Regions from separate parts of the Hordeum vulgare genome. Here region 2 is linked to region 1. Evidence: chromatin contacts called from public Hi-C data. All regions are on one chromosome and are shown on one strand. Each heading gives the region's core, a stretch centred on a gene start, on an enhancer-like site or on the middle of the called end of the contact. The rest is flanking DNA. Distances are from core to core; before and after follow the strand shown. Region 1 holds the start of LOC123406225 (dual specificity protein kinase YAK1 homolog). Region 2 holds the start of LOC123401982 (protein MODIFYING WALL LIGNIN-1).

Region 1 (3,853 bases), core at 918-3,417:
ACAATGAGACCTCCACGATAGCCTGCTGATAAAAGGCAGGCTGGTTTTTTATAACCTTCACTGCAACATAACTGTTGGTTTCTGCGTCCCAGCATTTAGCAACCTGCCCAAAGGTACCTTGGCCAAGCATTTCTTGGACAATGTACCTTATTACCAAAAAAAAAAAATAGTGAAATGAAATGATGAATCATAAGTTAACCAATCTGAACCCTGAGATGAGCAGCTGTGGAAAAAAATTGAACTGGCTAGATCTATTTACCAAACAAGTTCTACATTAAAACCAAATATTGCAAGAGAATTTTGCATATATTTCTTCTTCACATACTTTGATTTCTTGTTAATTCTCATAAATAATGAGGCCCTCCAAGTATTCATAGATATTTCTAACTTACAAAAATCAACTTGTTGCGGCTAAAAATGCTGCAAGTAACCAACAAGAAACAAGAATGTGAAAGCTGGTACATTGGAAAATAACTAAACTAACCTCCGGTCTGACTTCTTATTAACCAATTCCAAATTGACATACAAGATGAGATCATAATTTGCATTATCATGCCCATCATTGTGAACAGGAACTGCAGGATTGGTGAGGAAGTACTTGGGATTTAGTGAATCTGAGAAATTAAACTCAGGATTGCATTTTTCAAAAGTTTGGACGATGCCCCTGGTCAATCTTGCGACAATCTGCAGGAAAACAGTTGATTCAGAGTGGTATATCAGAGGTGTATGGGCATGTGGTGCATATGAACAATGGTAACAAACTGAATTATAAATGCACCGCCATCTTTTCATCCTATAACACACTAATTGAGAGCGGCAACAGTGTTAAAGGATGTTCTTATAGCATTGCACTATTCGTTGGATGGTATAGGCAGGTTTGCATTGTCCAATGATCCATTTTTTTTTTTAAGATATCAACTAGGATCCTGACACACTTTTAGTTGTGCGCTTGCGTAATATCTCCGAATCATTTATACTTGGAATCTCTTTTACAGTAATGATGGATTGGAATAGCAAGTCAAGCAACACGAAGCATGTATTGTATATGAAATTAAACACTGTGAATGATCTTTGCAGACAAAATAGGTGTGATTAATGACTGGTAATGCTAATAACAGTCAGAAATGAAGTTTGCCTCTGATTAATCAAAATACAATTTGAGCGGACCACACTGCTCCAGCTGGTCAAACTATAGTTGCCTGAACCGTGCGTCCAAGCAGCAGGAACGGTTCTGATTCGAGTAGTTCAAGTCACCGAAGTTTAAGATGTATTGATTTCTTAAGCTGTAACGGTTTCGTACCAGCGTTTCATCCTAATTAATTTCCAGCTACGACGACCACTGTGAATCGCTAAATCCAATTGACAATTCAAATTCAGCACGGTGAGCACGAGAATAGCTCCAAAAGGGACAGCAAGCAAGCAAGCATCTTTTGTTAGCCCCGTGGGAGGGGAAGGTGTAGGAAACGTACAGGCCTCTTCCTGACGGCGCGTAGATTGCTTGAACGGGCGGCAACCCCATTGCCCCGGGCGTACGGCGCCTCCGCCCGGTCGCCCACCACCGCAGCAGCGTAGGACCGGAACACCGTGAACTTGGACGGCGCCCACGGCGGCCCCGCCGCCTTCCTCTCCCTCCCAGTCCCCTCCATTCGCCTCAAGCAACCACCTCCCAACAGCGCCCGCGGAGATCAAGTGCCCAACAACAACAGCAACAGAAAGAAGTCAGCCCAATCCGCACCAGCCCAGGCTCCTGTTGGGATCACGGCAACGCACTCCGAAGCAGAAGCGGCAGCAGCAGCAGACTAAGCGGCCGCCGGCGGAGTAAAGCTGCATCCTATGAAGCGGCCATCGCCCAATGCTACTCCGGCCCGCGCCCCCGCCGATCCGATCTCCCCGGCCCTCCGCCGCCTCCTCTCACCGCTTGGGACTCCCCCTGGCGGGGCCAACAGCTCGGAGCCGGACCGAATTGGGCGGGTAGGGTTTTGGGAAGGGGGCGACGGGATGCTCGTACCCGCCGCACTCGTGGCGGCGGCGGCGGGGAAGTGGAGGCGGTGGAGCAGTGGGGAATTTGGAGCGTGGCGGCGAGTCCCAATCCCCTCCTCCTCCCTCTTTCGTCTCTTTTCTTCCTTTCCTTCCTCGTCTCCGTCACCTCCTCCCCCTCTGTGGGTTTTTTTTCCGCTCGCCTTCTTTCCAGCTAATATTTATACGCGACTGGATTTTAATTACTGCGGTTAAGAAGTGGAGTTGTAACGCGTCCCCAGGGGCAACGGCCTGCCTGCAATTATCAACGTCGCCGCTCTAAGCACCGCTGTCATCGCGTGCTAGGCGGCGCAACTTCGCCATGCTGGTGCGATCGTGGCCGTCCGATCTGCCCATCGTGCGGCTCTAAACGGCCGGGAAATAATATATGTTCTATTTATTTTCCGCCGAAAGGGGTGCACAAAAAGATATTTGTATATATCTCGTATGACTCGGTGTCTGTGGGCTGCCGCTCACGCACACAAGTAACTGGCGAGCAATGAATGGCGAAAGATCGGGAAACGCGTATGTTGGACCGGCGCATTTTCTAAAGATGTGTAATGATCGAGCCATCACGATAAATGGATAGACGAGAAGTAATTTCCGGATACGTTTTTTCAAGATGGATGGATAAGCGAAGAGGGATTTCCGGATGCTTACAAGACCTGTAATGGCTGAATCTTCGAGATTGATGGATAGACGAGAATTAATTACCGGATGGGTTACAAGATGTGTAATGATTGAGTCATTAAGATAGATGGATAAGTAAGAAGTAATTTTGGGATGTGTTACAAGATGTATAATGGTCGATTTTCAAGATACATGGATAGATGAGAAGGGATTTTCGGATGCGTTACAAGATGTGTAATGACCGATTCTTTAAGATAGTTGGATAGATGAGAAGGAATTTCCACGCCTATTACAACATATGTAATGGTTGTATCTTCAAGATAGATGGTTAGAGGAGAAGTAATTTCCGAAAGTGTTACTGAAAGTTTAATGGTCAATTCTTCCAGATAGATGGATAGACAAAAAAGGATATGTTGCAGTACATGTAATGTTGGAGTCTTCATGATGAATAGATAGATGGAAAGTGACCACCTTCATTAGTGACTAAGATTTGAATCACACTCACGTCATCCACGGTGACGCCTATAGTTGAGTTCCCCTTGCCACCTGCATCATAAACAGGTAAGTGACGAGTTGGCGTCCGAAATTAGAAGATTGCCAGGTTATACTAAAACGTTGCAAGATATATGATATCGAGTGATATTATCAAAAATCCCATGTACATCGATGACTATGCTTCATGATATGTATCTACGTCATCACATCTGATCTAGAGTTGAACTTTGCAACATCGTTCATGATAAAGAAAAGGTCAACAACGTGAAGATGCAAGAGATATAAGGATCAACGGCTTGACCGAAAGCATACAAAGATATGGTTGCATCCCTAAGATCGTGCTAGGGAGGGTCTAGGCCCAATCATAGGAGGTCGGTGGCCCTGGTGTAATCACTCAAAGACGCTCACACATATGCATTATTTGGGCCATACTAGAGAACTATGGACAGTTCAACACCCCTAGGCCCAACTTAGCTCCATTCTTTGTGTGCTTCTAGGATCGCCGCTAGGTCGAGCTACACAACAAGGATGACAAGTACTCTTCTTGAATCGGTAATATATATTGCGAGACAAAAGGAATGGTGCGACAACACATTCACTGGTGCAACAACGTGCTATATAAACGATTTTTAATCTCTTTTCACGACATGGTTTTAAACCGATGCCTAGCGTGTGTGGGTGATAAGGGGGTCCATCTCACACGACACGGAAA
Region 2 (4,166 bases), core at 1,614-4,113, 440 kb after region 1:
CCAATAGAAAACGGAGGTCTCGGAATCCTAGACATGACATGTTTCACCAGAGCTCTGCGACTACGCTGGCTATGGCTATCCTGGATGACCCATGATAGACCATTGTATGGCATGCAGCTTCCATGTGATGACGACGACAAGGCCTTGTTCAATGCCTCTACGTTAGTTACACTAGGGAATGGTGAACGGGCTTCGTTTTGGAATTTCCCCTGGACAGGCTCGGGAAACCTAAAGTCGGCCTTCCCAAATCTCTTCAGGCACACCCGTAAAAAAATAGAACGGTCAAGGAGGCACTCCAGAATAATAATTGGATTCTAGACCTAGCACACGGTCACACCGCGAGCATATGGGAAGAAGCGATCAAGTTGAACAGATGGATTCAAAACAGGGATATCCAGCTACAAGAGCAAGTAAGCGACTCTATCCGCTGGAAACACGAAGCTTCAGGGGTATACACTGCCGGCTCTGTGTATAAAGCCCAATTCCAGGGGTTTTATAAATCAGACTTTCGTAGGCTTATATGGGCCACCTGGGCACCGGCAAAACTCAAGTTCTTCGCATGGCTGCTCCTCAAGGATAGGTTATGGTGTAATGATCGTCTACAAAGAAGAGGATGGACAAACAACTATTTTTGCCATATGTGCCTGAGAAACCTTGAGTCATCAGTGCACTTGTTCTGGCAATGCCCGATAGCAATATCAGTGTGGTCGCAGGCAGCATCGTATGTCGGTTGCAGCTCTCTCCGCCCAAGAAAATGGTCTTGCAACAATAAGTCAGCAGCTATCATATCCAAAATGATAAGCAATGCACCGGCAGAGGACAGCAAGGCGATCAAAACAATGGTCATCCTAATTCTTGCTGAGATTTGGAAGGAGAGAAACGAATGCACCTTCAGAAACAAGAAGGGGCAAGCCCAAGACATAAAGGAGGAAATCAACAGAACACTTAGGCTGTGGCGCGACGCAGGCGCAGTCCAATTGGAGCACCCCTTTGGGGAACCACCATGAGAGATTCCTAGCTACCCCATCCCACTTTTTTTGTTGTTCTTCCTCTTACATCCTTGATCCATTGATCACCCCCACCCTTTGATGTATTTCTTCTCCATGTGCTTCCTGCTATTTTAATTCAAGCCGGCCATCGCCGGATCTTTAAAAAAAATGCTCTCACACTCGGACCCATCCGTGGAGTCCTCGTAAAGGCAAACGAAGAGATCGAGGGCAGACTCATCGGGCTCGAGGGTAAACACCTGCCGAGCCGCGACCTGGAGGGCCATCGCATGCTTGACCTAGCGCTGGGGCTGCAAGCGCCCACAACACTTGCAACGATGGCCAGCGGGTAGGAGGGGAGCCAACCGATACGGAACCGAGGGCTGATGAAGAAGGACTTCGTAGGACGATGCACGGAAATGCGCCGTGTCGCACACACGCGGCGACTCCACGTCGAGCGCAACTTCGTGAAGCCATGCTGAATTATTGGCGATGAAGCTAAGAGCTCCAAATCGGATCTCACCGCCAAGGATCAAGGTGATGACGAAAATTCCACATGCATCGGATATTTGCTAGACGTGCAACCCCACGATGGGCGCCAATCGTCGAGGCAATGAACCTGATAATGAGTACTAGGGGTACAAACAAGGGGCGGAGCCTTGCTACGACACAAGTGTATCACTCGGTTTTAGTTTGTTCAGACCCCTCTCAAAGAGGTAATAGCCGTACGTCTCGTGCTTGGAAGCTTGTGTTTTCTCTTAGAGTATGTTATTACAATGGATGTTGAACCCTTGACAAGGAGTAAGGGAAGACTTATATAGAGTGAACTGTTCCCAGTGAGCCGTTACAAAAGAAATGAAGGAGTATAAAAACAATTGTTACTGGTAGCAGTATCTACAACTACACTTGAAGCTCAACATTAAGTCTCTCGAACGCTGCATCTCCCACATCGTCTCTTCACCTTCCACGTCCGAGTGCGGTGAACGAGGCCGATTGGTGGTTCCACATCCGAATGAAGGAATCATGTCTAAGTGAATAGACCGTATCCGAGTGGACATCTGAGAGTGGATGTTCGGATGCGCCTATGGTCCGGAGGCCTCTCAATGACGGTTTGGGGTCGTAGACGGACCCTAGATGTCAGGTCCATGACCCTACCTTTAGTATGACCCTATCTTTAGTATGTGACCCCATCACCTACCGTCGGGGTCATCACCTACCGTCGGGGTCGATGGCGGTAGGAATGCATGTCTTACCATGAAAAAAAAATAGTATCAAACCTAGTGTATGTATGCACCTACCGTCAGACAGTTGAACGATAACGTTGCACATGTTATCGTTAATTTATTTGATGGTAGAAATGTACTGCGCTGACATGAACAAGTTTTCTATCGTCAAGATTCTTTACTGTAGGGAGTTATACCCTATTGTTATATACCGAAATGTTTATAAACCGGGTCAGGCCCGGCTAAAAAGATCAAAACCCCAAATTTACCACCGCGGTGGCTTGCTACCTTCCTCCTCGGCCGCGTCAGTCGGCACGGGACCCCAAGAGAATAATCGTCCAACCTGCGTCACCGGGAAAAGATCCTTCCCCTGCTGCGCCCGCCACTCGGCGTCCCCGTCGCCGCGGGCTGCCTCGCTGCGAACGCGAAGGCAGAGCAGCGGAGTCGATAGTCGCGCGGCACGACACCGAAGGAAGAGGATTCCTCTGGACCCCGTCCTCCTGTCCCGGGGGCCTTTCTCTAGATTTCCACCTTTCGCCTTTTGGATCCTTCGCACGCACAAGCACCGGTCATAATAAGCAGCTCGTATTTTACCCGGCCATTTGGGTGGCGTGACCACGACACGACTGGTTAGCATGCATGCATGTAAACAACCGCAAGTTGGCTGTGGGCGTAGGGCGATTAGGACAAGCCACTACTACGGTGCGTGCGTGTGTGTGTGTGTATGATTCGTTCCGTGCAGGCTTCGGCTTTCCTAGCTCTCACCTCCCCCAAGCAAGCAAGCAACCGCCTTATCCGGCTTTGACCAAGCCGTTCGCCGCCGGGTGAGTTCGTCCGCCCATCAAGATGGGGCCGGAGCCTCCTCTCCTGCCAATTCCGTCATCGTCGTCGTCCCCTTCCTAGCCAGCACGCGGCCACAAAGCTTTACCTAGTAGGCAGCGGTCCATACGGGTGGACGAATCCATGCGGTTTTCAACGGTTTGTTTAGCCCCCGGTCTCCCACCTCCGCCTCTGCTTCCATCGTCTCCCGCCGCCACCAACCGTGTCTGATTGGTCGTTGGTCGCATAATTCGCCAGTATATATGTAGCGAATCATTGTGTCTGAATTCCCGCAAGGGACAGCGAGGTAGCAGTTCGGGTTTCAGCTCGAGCTCGAGCTCGTCCCGTGGTGATGGAGAAGGGGGTCAGAGGGATGTCCTGCCGGGCCGCGGTCTGCGGCATCGTCGTCCTGCTCTGTGCCACCGCCTTCTCATGCTCCCTCGCCGCCGAGTTCCACAGAGTCAAGGTCAGCCTCCTGCTCCTGCTCTCTTTGTTGCGCTCGTCGTGTTGCAATTGGCGAGATCGGATCTGATTCGGTTGCTCGATCAGGAGAAGGACTTGAAGCTCGACGGCAGCCTCTGCTCCTTGCCCAAGAGCTCCGCCTTCGAATTGGGCGTCGCGGCCATCGCCTTCCTCTCCGTCGCGCAGCTCGTCGGCACCACCGCGGCGGCGACCTCCATGTGCGCCTCCAGCTCCAAGCCCAACAAGTCAGTCGCCGGCGGAGGCCGCGTCGCGCCCGTCGCACTCCTGGCCCTCTCATGGTACGCGCACTTATACGGTATAACATGACCATGGTGGCGACATAAATACGCGCGAAAGCACCACGCTAGAATTATGTGTGGCCGAGGCCGAACAAATTCGCTGACGAGAGGGTGGCGTGCGTGCGTGCGTGCAGGGTGTGCTTCGCGCTGGCCGTGATCCTGCTGGCGACCGCGGCGAGCATGAACAGCGGGCAGCGGTACGGCCGGGGGTGGATGGACGGCGACTGCTACGTCGCCAGGAACGGCGTGTTCGGCGGCGCCGCCGCGCTGGTCGTCGTCACGGCGCTCCTCATCCTCGGCCTCACCTTCGCCACCAAATCCGCGGCGGCAGGCTCGAGCACGACGTCGTGCGCCAGAGGAGACGCCGCCTGCACAAC

Evidence for each region. Hi-C and Micro-C count contacts between places; a contact is called where the count stands out from the background.
Region 2: a Hi-C map of seedling shows a contact between it and region 1, with 4 times the contacts expected there. The contact joins the promoter of LOC123401982 here to the promoter of LOC123406225 in region 1. A contact is called at or near these places in 1 of 6 Hi-C or Micro-C datasets (seedling) and 1 of 1 datasets of contacts at active chromatin or transcription factors (embryo).

What each region holds. Positions count from the first base shown.
Region 1 is chr6H:461,693,635-461,697,487 of MorexV3_pseudomolecules_assembly, forward strand. It overlaps LOC123406225 (dual specificity protein kinase YAK1 homolog), which reads right to left and starts at 2,168. Exons shown (of 18, transcript XM_045099712.1): 1 at 1,470-2,168; 2 at 485-684; 3 at 1-146. The coding sequence starts at 1,646.
Region 2 is chr6H:462,131,078-462,135,243 of MorexV3_pseudomolecules_assembly, forward strand. LOC123401982 (protein MODIFYING WALL LIGNIN-1) reads left to right here and starts at 2,864. Exons shown (of 3, transcript XM_045095846.1): 1 at 2,864-3,494; 2 at 3,578-3,789; 3 at 3,924-4,166. The coding sequence starts at 3,381.